Regions from separate parts of the Delphinus delphis genome. Here all the other regions are linked to region 2. A link is a contact called in public Hi-C data. All regions are on one chromosome and are shown on one strand. Each heading gives the region's core, a stretch centred on a gene start, on an enhancer-like site or on the middle of the called end of the contact. The rest is flanking DNA. Distances are from core to core; before and after follow the strand shown.

Region 1 (2,907 bases), core at 286-2,785, 200 kb before region 2:
TGGCCCCCACCCCTCGGGGCCTCCTAGGATCCCTGCAGAGGCAAAGGGGCCATAATACTTGCACCAAGAGTCCTAACAAGAAAAGGGGAGGGGGAAATGGTACTTCATCTCGCCCTGCTTCCTTCCTCCCTGCCGTGACTCAGCGCGGAGCGGCCCTTGGACTGCGCAGCAAACCGCGGGAGCTCAAGCTGGAAGAGTTGGGGAGTCTGGGCTAGGAGCACAGGTGTGGGTGGTGGTGGAGAGGGGAGATGCTGGGCCCGGGTGGGGGGGCTCCGCGCGGACGCCCGACCCGCCACTACATCCCGGATCCTTCCCCACGACCCTCTCCCTGACCTTCGCACGTGGCGAGGGGCGCTCACCTGGCACAGGAGAGGGGCGGACTGGCGGGGTGCAGCGGTGGAGAGCCGCGGGCTGGCGAGTGGACTGAGGGAACGAACACGGCAGTCGTCACCGGGACTCTGGTTCTGAGGCGCGTTCCAAGGGGAACGCAGCCTACTCAGCTCCCGAGGGGGGGGCGCGCGGGGGCGGGCGGGAAGGAGGTGGTGCCGCGCCTTATAAAGGCACCGCTCCACCCTCCGCGGAGATTTTCCCTTTGCAGGGGGCCGGAGGCGCCCCGGCGTCCAATTGCAGGCGAGGGACTGTGCGAGAGACCGCCCCCCGAAAGGCGAAGCCCGGAGGCGGCGCTTGGGCGAGGACAGTGCGGCGAGAACACGATCCTTTCCCCCACCCCGTCCCCCTCGGACGTGACTCGGGCCACATCCCGCGGGTCGCGGGGGCCCTCCCCTCCCTCTCCCTTCTCCTCCCCCCACCCCCCCCCCGCTTGGCGTGCTTTGGGGCGCTGTGACTCAGCCGATTTGGGGCACCGGCAGAGATGGGGATGCGGTGGGGGTTGGGTCGGAGAAAAGCGGGTGGCACAGCCCGAGAAGACTGAGGCTCAGCTTCCCCCGCCAGGGGCCCAGTCCAGCGGCCCGGGGCAGCCCCAGCTTCCGGCTGCGCTGAGGCAGCGTGCGTCGCGTTGTAACCGAATCCAGAGGTCAAGCGACTGCGAGCCCCGGCGGAAGAGAGGGCGGCGAGGGCACGCACGGGGAGCGCGAGGAGACGGCAGGGGTTGGCAAGGGGCGGAGGCGAGGCGGCAGCGGTTCCGGGTGTCCCGCGGGGAGACATCTGCGCCCCATTCCGGCGGGTCTGGCTCCTGCCGCCCGGGCCGCCCCCCGAAAGCCAGACCCAGCGGAAACCCGCCGGCTACTGCTCTGCCCAAGCAAGTCTGGGGATGCGGGGCCAGAGTCCCTGCGAAACTTCTCCCTGGCACTGACTTCCTTCTCCAAAATAAAATCCGTCCGCCCGCTGTCAGCCTCCCAGATATTTTTCTAGCCTCCCCATCCTACCCGCCAGGTCTCCCCTCTTAATCCCGACGCCTTCAGCCCAGCCCCACCCCCGCTCCGTCCTGCTGGCGCCCACCTGCGAGGAGGAGGCCGAAGGAGCGGGCAGAGCCTGGTCAGCAGCGAGTGAGTCAGGCCACACCCGGGCTGGGTTATAAGGCAGCTCCTGCCCTACCCCCAACCAATGTCCCCGACCTTCTCCGGTGACCCTTGCCCTTTCCTCACCACAGATCCCCTGGCAGGGGATCTATATTTAGGGAAACCTGAAGCTCCTGACATTCATGCCAGCTGGGGGCCTAAAGTGAAGGATGGGGAGGAAGCTGTGGGCCTGCCTCTTTGGGGGTGGGGGGAGGGTCCCCTGTCCACTCACCAGTACTTCAGAGGAAATTTCTTCCTTGGAAATCCAGACTGATGCCCTCAAAAGGTTGTCAGGAGAAATCTTTGGACAGGGATCTGCGCGGAGGAAAGGAGGGTAGGGGACTCAGATCCGTGGCCTTCGCTGTCTCCTCTGCTCCCCTGACTCCGGTCCTCTCGCTGGCTGCTGTGATTCTCCGGAGCCTGTTTCTTTAGAGGGAGAGCAGATGCAGGCACTACACTCACACCTGAGAATAACCAAGAGTCCATGGACAGGGTGTGCCTGGGGTACCCCTACACCCTGATATTCAAGGCCCAAGTTTGTCCCATAATGCTCACTGTGGTGAGCAGTGTCCCCCACCCTCACCTTCAAATACGATCATTTACTTGCGGAGGGGGAGAGGAGGGCAGGGGCACCTGGCAGAGCACCAGCCACTCTCTCTTCTGGCCCTCCAAAGGGGCCGCCATGCAGCTGGCGGAGGGCTCCTTGAGTCCCACTCTGCAGGGAGGCAGGCTCTCCACTGCTGGTTGCCAGGCTGGTGAGCTGGGTAGTCCATTTGTGGTTCCAATAGCCTGGAGAAAAGTGTCCTGAGGCCCCTCAGGGTACAGGGCCTGTGGGCCCTGGGAGCTGGCCGCTCCCCAAAGGGCAGGGACCCTGCGTCTTGTCATCGGAGCTTGATCTCAAAGCAGAGACAGTTGAGGCTCTGGCAGTCAGGAAGCTGGCACGCACAGGCACAGTCACAGAGCGGGCAGCAGCGAGGGCAGCGAGGGGCCCAATCCTGAGGGAGAGGAGAACGGGGTGAGGGAGTTGGGCAGGAGGAAGGGGGACCAGAGCCTGAAGCTGTTTCCTTCTCAGGGGAGAAGGGAACAGAGTGGCCTGCAAAGTCCCATTTGCCCAGTGGATCAGAGGGTGCCATTCACCATTCTTGGGAACAAGTCAATTCTTTCTGTTGTTGAGAAATCAGCAAGGAGGCAATGTTCCTAACAGCTGGGTTCAGGAGCTGGAAGAAATCATTCGGTGGGCGGTGGGGGGTCCTTTCTTTCTTCCCATCTTATGGATGAGGAGACTGAGGACCAGAAGACAGCTGGCCCTGGACCCACCCTTAGGTCACAATGTTCAGCTCAGAGATGTTTCTCTTATAACACGCAATTCAAAGTCGTTAGACTGGGAAAG
Region 2 (2,891 bases), core at 258-2,757:
CACCACCCCCTGCTCCCTGGTAACCAGGAGAGGCTGTCCGCCCTCCTCCCTGGGAGTGGCTCCCTGTCCCCATTCTCAGAAACCTCCCTCCCTCCCTCCCCACCAGCCAAGGCCAGGCCACCTCCATCGCCGACCGTCCCTCCCTCCCCACCCGCCTAGTGGGCGGCCGAAGCCCCGTGCACACCGGGAGAAGCTCTTGCCACAGTGGGAGCAGTTGTAGGGCTTGTGCACAGCGCCGTCATGTGAGCGCACGTGGTAGCTCATGCGGTCCTTGCGCTTGAAGCGCTGCTGGCACACCGGGCACTGGTAGGGCTTCTCGTCCGAGTGCGACAGCTTGTGTCGGTTCAGGTGGTAGACGTCGCGGAAAGCCTTGCCGCACATCTCGCAGGCGTGGTTCTTCCGGATGCGCTTTCCCGAGGCGGTCGTGGTCACCACGCCACCGGCGGCCACTGCGGCCGCTCCGCCGCCGGCACCCGCTTCTCCCCCTCCCCCGCCGGCTCCGCTCAGCTGGGGCACGCTCAGGAGGCTCAGGGGCACCATGGTGGGCATCTTCATAGCACCCGAAGGGACCCGGCCGGCTTTGGCTCCCGTGTGGATGGCCTCGTGCCTCCGGAGGTTGTAGCCGTTCTTGAACTCCTTGGCGCACAGGGCACAGATGTAGGGCCCCTTGCTCTTTGTCTTCTTCTCCAAGGCAGATGCGACCGGGGCCACGGCGACCGTCGAGGTTGGGGCAACGACGGCGGTGGCCGCGGCTGCGGCGATGGTGGCGGCAGAGACAGGGGGCGCGGCCTCAGCGGCGGGCGCCGACACCGGAGGGGGCGGCGGAGGGGGCGCCGGGGGCTGCTTCAGAGCCGCTGTGTCCACAGTGGAGGCGGTGGCCGGGGCCGGGGGCGCAGCAGCAACGGCGGCGGCGGCGGCAGCGGCGGCGGCCGCGGCTGCGGCGGCGGCGGACTCCTGGGCGGCGGCAAGAACCGGGAGCAAGTCCACCTGGAGGGGCTCGGCCGCCGGGGCCTGGGGCGTGGGTGGGGGCGCCGGCGCGGCCTGCGAAAACAAGGCGCCGTGTGGGCCGCGGCCGCGGGTCGGCGCCCTCCCAGCCCGGCCCGCCACGGCCGGCCCCTACTCACCTGGAATGGACTCTGGGCGCAGCCCTGGGAGGCAAAGAAGCGGGACTGGAGCTCAGCCCCGACCTGCAGGGGGTTCTGGGCGTGACCCTGAGGTGGCGGGAAGGAGTTCATGAGGCCGCCCACCCCCCGGGAGTCCAGGCCCAGCACGGGGAAGGGGGGGGCCAGCAGCGTGCAAGGGAACACGGGGAACATGGCCTCGGCCACGGCGGGGCCCCCGGGGCTCAGCGGGGGCCGGGGGCGCGGGCCGCGCGGGGCCCGGGCTCGGGGCACCGCCCCCGGCCGGCCGGGCTGGGCCGCGCCGAACGCATGGCCCGCGGGCCGCCCCGCCGCCCGCGCACCCCGGCCGGCGGGAGGGAGGGAAGGAGGGCGCCTGGCGGGCCGCGGAGCGCGGCGGAGACGGCGGCGGCGACGCCCCCTGGGTGGGGGCGGGAGGCCCCGCGGGGCCGGGGGCCGGGGGCGGGGGCCCGGGCGGCGGCGGCGGCGGCGGCGGTTGGAGCCTGGCGGGGCGGGGTGGGGGGAGCGAGGGAGCAGCCTCGGCCCCCGCCGCGCGCGCGCCCAGCCGGCGCCTCGGGGAGGGCGGGGGAGGGCGCGAGGGAGGGAGGGGGACAGCTGCGCGCGCACCGGGCGCGCGGAGGGGGGGTGGGACGGGAGGGAGGGCGGGCGGGAGGGGGTGTGGGAAGGGGGGGTGGGGCGGGGGAGGGGGTTGTTACCTGGAAGATGAAGCTGCTCCAGTTGCCTGGATCCATGGCGGAGGGAGGGAGGGAGGTGGCTCGCGCTCACCCTGGGGCGGGAGGAGGAGGAGGAGGCGGCAGTGGGGGAGGGGGAACCCGGGGAGGAGGCGCGCGGGGCGGGCGGGAGGGGGGGAGGAGGAGGAGGAGGAGGAGGAGGGTGGGGGGGAGCGGAGCACACTGCGCGCGGGGAGGGAGGGAGGGCGGGGGGCGCGAGGACACACAAGAGGCTGGAGCGGGCGCGAGCGCGAGCGCGCGCGAGGCCAGCGGGAGGGGGGAGGTACGAGAGGGACTCTGGAGGGAGGAGGGACGGGGGAGCCACCCAGCAGCTGGAGTCGCCCTAAGCGCGAGACCCCTGAGGCGGCCGCTGATTGGCTGACGATGGCGCAGGTGGTGGGCGCGCGGGAGACGGGGCGGCTTCTCTTTCCCCCCTCAAAGATTCCACCCCCCGCCTCCCTCCACCAGCGGCCGTTATTTCGCGCGCACGCGCACAAGCTCGCTGTCGTTGCCGAGCGGGAGAGTAGGGGAGCGCGCGCCGGGGGTACGGATGGGGCGGGGCTAAACTCTAAGCGCGCGCCCGCCTAACGGTTGTCGTCCTCGGACTCTCGCGGTACCTTTTTGTGTCCTCTCGGCCACCGTCCCTTCCCCCTCCCACTCCAGCGGTTTATTTACAATCCTGCGCTGCTTCGTGTTTTCCCAAAGATGGCGCCCAAAGAAGTTAACCCGTAAAGCTTGTGGCCCATCCCAAAAGCAATTATACCCCGGCCCCGCCCTCGCAGTCCCAAGAATCAGGCTGAAGCAACGGAGTGAAAACTGTATTTACAGGACAAGCAATTACACTAGGATTTAAAAAGAAAAAAAAAAAGGCAGAGGGAGGAGGACAGCCGGCAGTCAGGAGGGCCCACAGCGCTGGCCCGCGGCAAGACCCAGGATGTTCGCCTGCAACACAGGAGGGAAAGGGAGACCGGCGTTAGGGCCGGGCAGGGCACAGGCTAGAGGGAGGAGGGGGCCCGAGTCTCGTGAGCTCACCTTCAGGAAC
Region 3 (3,165 bases), core at 483-2,982, 130 kb before region 2:
TGGAGCTGTTGTGAAATTTTTAATGAGATCTCGTACTTAGGAACACTATGCAGACACTCAGCATATGGATTTTTCCTTCCCTGCCTCCAGAGTCGCCACGACAAGGTTTTAATACTTTGGGGATCATCCTACCCCCCGGCAGCTTGGCTTTAACTGTTAAGAGACACCACTATCATTTGTCACAAGAGATGGCCCTCTCAGGAACCCAGGCCAAAGACTGGGATGAGGGTAAAGATGAAGGTCACAGTGGAGAGAAAAATCCATGAGGCAGAAGGCAGGGGCCAGAGCCTCCCATCAGGAAAAGCTTCTGAGTATAGGCCTCCTAAAAAGGAAGCTCTTCTCTCTCCCATTCTTAAATCTCACCCCAATCCATTCTCTTCTGGACCCATGGCTAAACCTAGGCACAGAAGAAAAGAGATGACAAGAGACAAGTATGGAACACAGGTAAGACTTGTTCAAGGACCTGGGTTCCAATCCTATTCTGCTGCTGTGGGATCTTGGGCAATCTCTCTGGGCCTCAATAGCCTCAACTGTAAAATGGGAAGAAGGCAGTAAAAGAGCCCCCTCACCAGATAATGAGGGGGGAGATGAATGAGAGAATGGATGTAGAGCACTTTGTAAATGATAAATCGCTTGACAAATTAGATTACTTATACCATCACAGCAAGAGGCTGGAAGGTAACAATAGTTGGGGGAAATACTGCCAAGCACCCCTAAACACAAATGCACATATACACTTCCTTGAAAGGACAAGAAACCCAAGCAGACCATGCCTAAAAAACAGATAAGCAGACCCACCATGGGGACCAGAGGCATGGGAATTAACACCCCAGAGGAAAGAGAGTTACAATCATGAAGGGGTAGCTGTGAGGGGCAAAGTGAACAGGGAGAAAACCAGAAGGGTGCAAATCCATCTGATTAGCTCAAGCACCTTAGGGTGTGACCCCCGTGATATCAGAGACCCTGTCACCTGAGGTCCCTCATCAATCAGACATAATGAAGGGAAAAGGAAGGGGAAGAGGGTGGCAGCAGAAGGCAAGGCTAGCCAGAGGCTGACCACTGGCCCAGCTAGGCTTCCCCATCCTGAGGAGAGAGCCTACCCAGGCCCAGCTTCCCAGAAAGCAGCACCCTCTCTTCTCAAGCTAGACACAGGGACCCGCGCCCCTGCAGCCCGTGTCTCACCTGGTAGGGGTCACTATGGTGCCCCAGCGCCTCCGCCTCCTCCTGGGGTCCTCCAGCGGCTCTGCCAAGCAGGGAGAGGGGCAAGGAGACCTTTCCCCTTGCCACCTCTTCCTCGGCTTTCGCCCTTCCTAAGGGGCGGGCCCGGGAAGCCTCCCCTGGAGGGGAGGGGGTGACAACCTGATCTGACCTCGCGGTCCAGTCCTCCTTTTCCTCGAGGGCGACAGTTGCTGAGTCCCGGATTTCTGATTGTGGGGTCTTAACTCCAGATATTTGAACAGGGGGAGGCCGAATCTGATATTTGAACTCGTGGGGAATGAACCCCGGATACTGGTGCACGCAGGGTCCTGAACCCCAGATATTTGAAACCCTGTGAAACAGAGCCCCAGGTTTAGAGAGGTTGGGACCCGAGTCCCGGATATCTGGAATCTCAGGGGCTGAGACCCGGATATTTGAGAAGCGTGGGGTCAGGCCCGGAAATTCGGGACCGAGGGGACTGAGCCCCAGGTCTTCGGCCACCGACAGGGGGCCTACCCCGAGGACGTCCGACCGCACGGCCCCTCTCACGCCGGGGTCCGAGGGTGACAGCCCCCACTCCCGCCCCGGCCCCCTCCCTTTCCCCTTCTCTTTCCCGAGGACAGCTGAAAGACTGTAGCTAAGGGCGGTCCCCGTGCCCTCTCCCCCTCTCCTCTTCTCAGCCTCAGCCTCTCCGCACCACAGCCCCGGTCTCGTCCCAGTCTCCCTCTCCCTCTTCCTCCCAATTCCAAGATGGAGACCGGGCGGGAGCGCGCAGGCGCGGTATGGACGCCGGGCCAAGGGGGCGGGGCCCTAAAGGAAACAGCCCCGCCCCTCTCTCCTTAAGGATGCGGCCAGAGAGCTGGGCAGCAACCCAGCCAGAGTGCGCGCGCGCCCCGCCACGCGGACCCTGGGTGGGAGGAGGTGGGGAGCAGGGCTAGTCTTGGAGAAGGAGGAGCCCAGCGCGCTGTCCGACAACTGGTGGTGGCAAGGGCTGCAGCGCATGCGCTCGCCCCGCCTTAGCGCGGAGCCCGAGCTTGTTGCTAGGGGAAGCTTTGAGGGGGCGCGGGTGGAAGGAAATAAGAAGCCGTGATCTGCGCCTGCGTGCAGGGTAGAGGTTGGGAGGGGTAAGGGAAGACTGCTGCTGGGCGCGGAAAAGGCGGGAAAACGGACTGTCCTGGTTAGTAACTATCCAGCCTGGTCGTGGGCTCCCAAGTTCGAGGAATCTTTGCTGAGAAAACTCAATCTGTCATATCCCTTCAGGAGACTGAGGCCCTTCACAGCAGCATGACCTGCACAAGGTCACAATGCATTTATGTCAAAGCATTTCCATGACCATACCCAAGAGCTGCAGTAACCTTATGCCCTATACCAACCCAAACTGAAGAGTCAACAAGGAAAAATCCCCTAAACCTCCCGAGACTCTCTACCTTAAAATTCCCACCTCAATCCAATCCCCAATAAACACCCTGGGAAACACTGGGCAAAAAAACCTTTTATTTCCCCCACATTCCAGCTCTTCACTTTTGTAATATCTCTTCCAACTCAGAATCAAGGCCCAAGAAGTTGATTCACACCTGGAGAGAAACAAAATAAAAAAACAGGGCAGGTCAGAGGGCCTTTGGAGGAAGCTCTGGTATGGCTGCAGAAATTGGGGAAGGAGCAGAGGAAGTGACAACTAGAGATAGGTACAGGCACTTATTCCAACTGAGATGGCCTCAGGATCCCAGGATCTGCCAGGAGCCAGAAAGTCTTCCTTTCCCAGTCTGCTCAGATCTAAGAAAGGCTAAGAGGGTTCCACCTTTTCCCAACCCAAGTAGGTGGTTGGAGCAGTCAGGCCTAGCCCTAAGCAATATAAGCAAAGTTGATCTTGAGGGTCCAGCTCCTCTGGTCAGCACCTTCCCTGGGTCTGAGCTGTTTCCTCTTCCCCCACAGTTATTTCCTAGGGCACAGCAGCCAGGTGAAGCTGAG

The links. A called contact is a pair of places that touch in the nucleus more often than the background predicts.
Region 1: a contact with region 2 is called in a Hi-C map of lung, with 2.9 times the contacts expected there. The contact joins the promoter of ALDOA here to the promoter of MAZ in region 2. A contact is called at or near these places in 2 of 3 Hi-C or Micro-C datasets (lung and muscle).
Region 3: a contact with region 2 is called in a Hi-C map of lung, with 1.9 times the contacts expected there. The contact joins the promoter of TAOK2 here to the promoter of MAZ in region 2. A contact is called at or near these places in 2 of 3 Hi-C or Micro-C datasets (lung and muscle).

What each region holds. Positions count from the first base shown.
Region 1 is chr15:71,734,464-71,737,370 of mDelDel1.2, forward strand. It overlaps ALDOA (aldolase, fructose-bisphosphate A), which reads right to left and starts at 1,536. Exons shown (of 9, transcript XM_060032035.1): 1 at 1,459-1,536. LOC132438129 reads right to left here. Exons shown (of 7, transcript XM_060032036.1): 5 at 2,151-2,512; 6 at 1,750-1,832; 7 at 362-423. The coding sequence ends at 2,399.
Region 2 is chr15:71,937,134-71,940,024 of mDelDel1.2, forward strand. It overlaps MAZ (MYC associated zinc finger protein), which reads right to left and starts at 1,508. Exons shown (of 5, transcript XM_060032063.1): 1 at 1,125-1,508; 2 at 185-1,041. The coding sequence starts at 1,316. KIF22 (kinesin family member 22) reads right to left here. Exons shown (of 14, transcript XM_060033109.1): 13 at 2,882-2,891; 14 at 2,559-2,791. The coding sequence ends at 2,744.
Region 3 is chr15:71,807,723-71,810,887 of mDelDel1.2, forward strand. It overlaps TAOK2 (TAO kinase 2), which reads right to left and starts at 1,733. Exons shown (of 19, transcript XM_060032040.1): 1 at 1,183-1,733. TMEM219 (transmembrane protein 219) reads right to left here. Exons shown (of 6, transcript XM_060032055.1): 6 at 2,672-2,771. LOC132437687 reads right to left here and starts at 2,199. Exons shown (of 5, transcript XM_060031014.2): 1 at 2,104-2,199; 2 at 1,615-2,007; 3 at 1,536-1,613; 4 at 1,461-1,533; 5 at 1,196-1,458. The coding sequence starts at 2,199. The coding sequence ends at 1,196.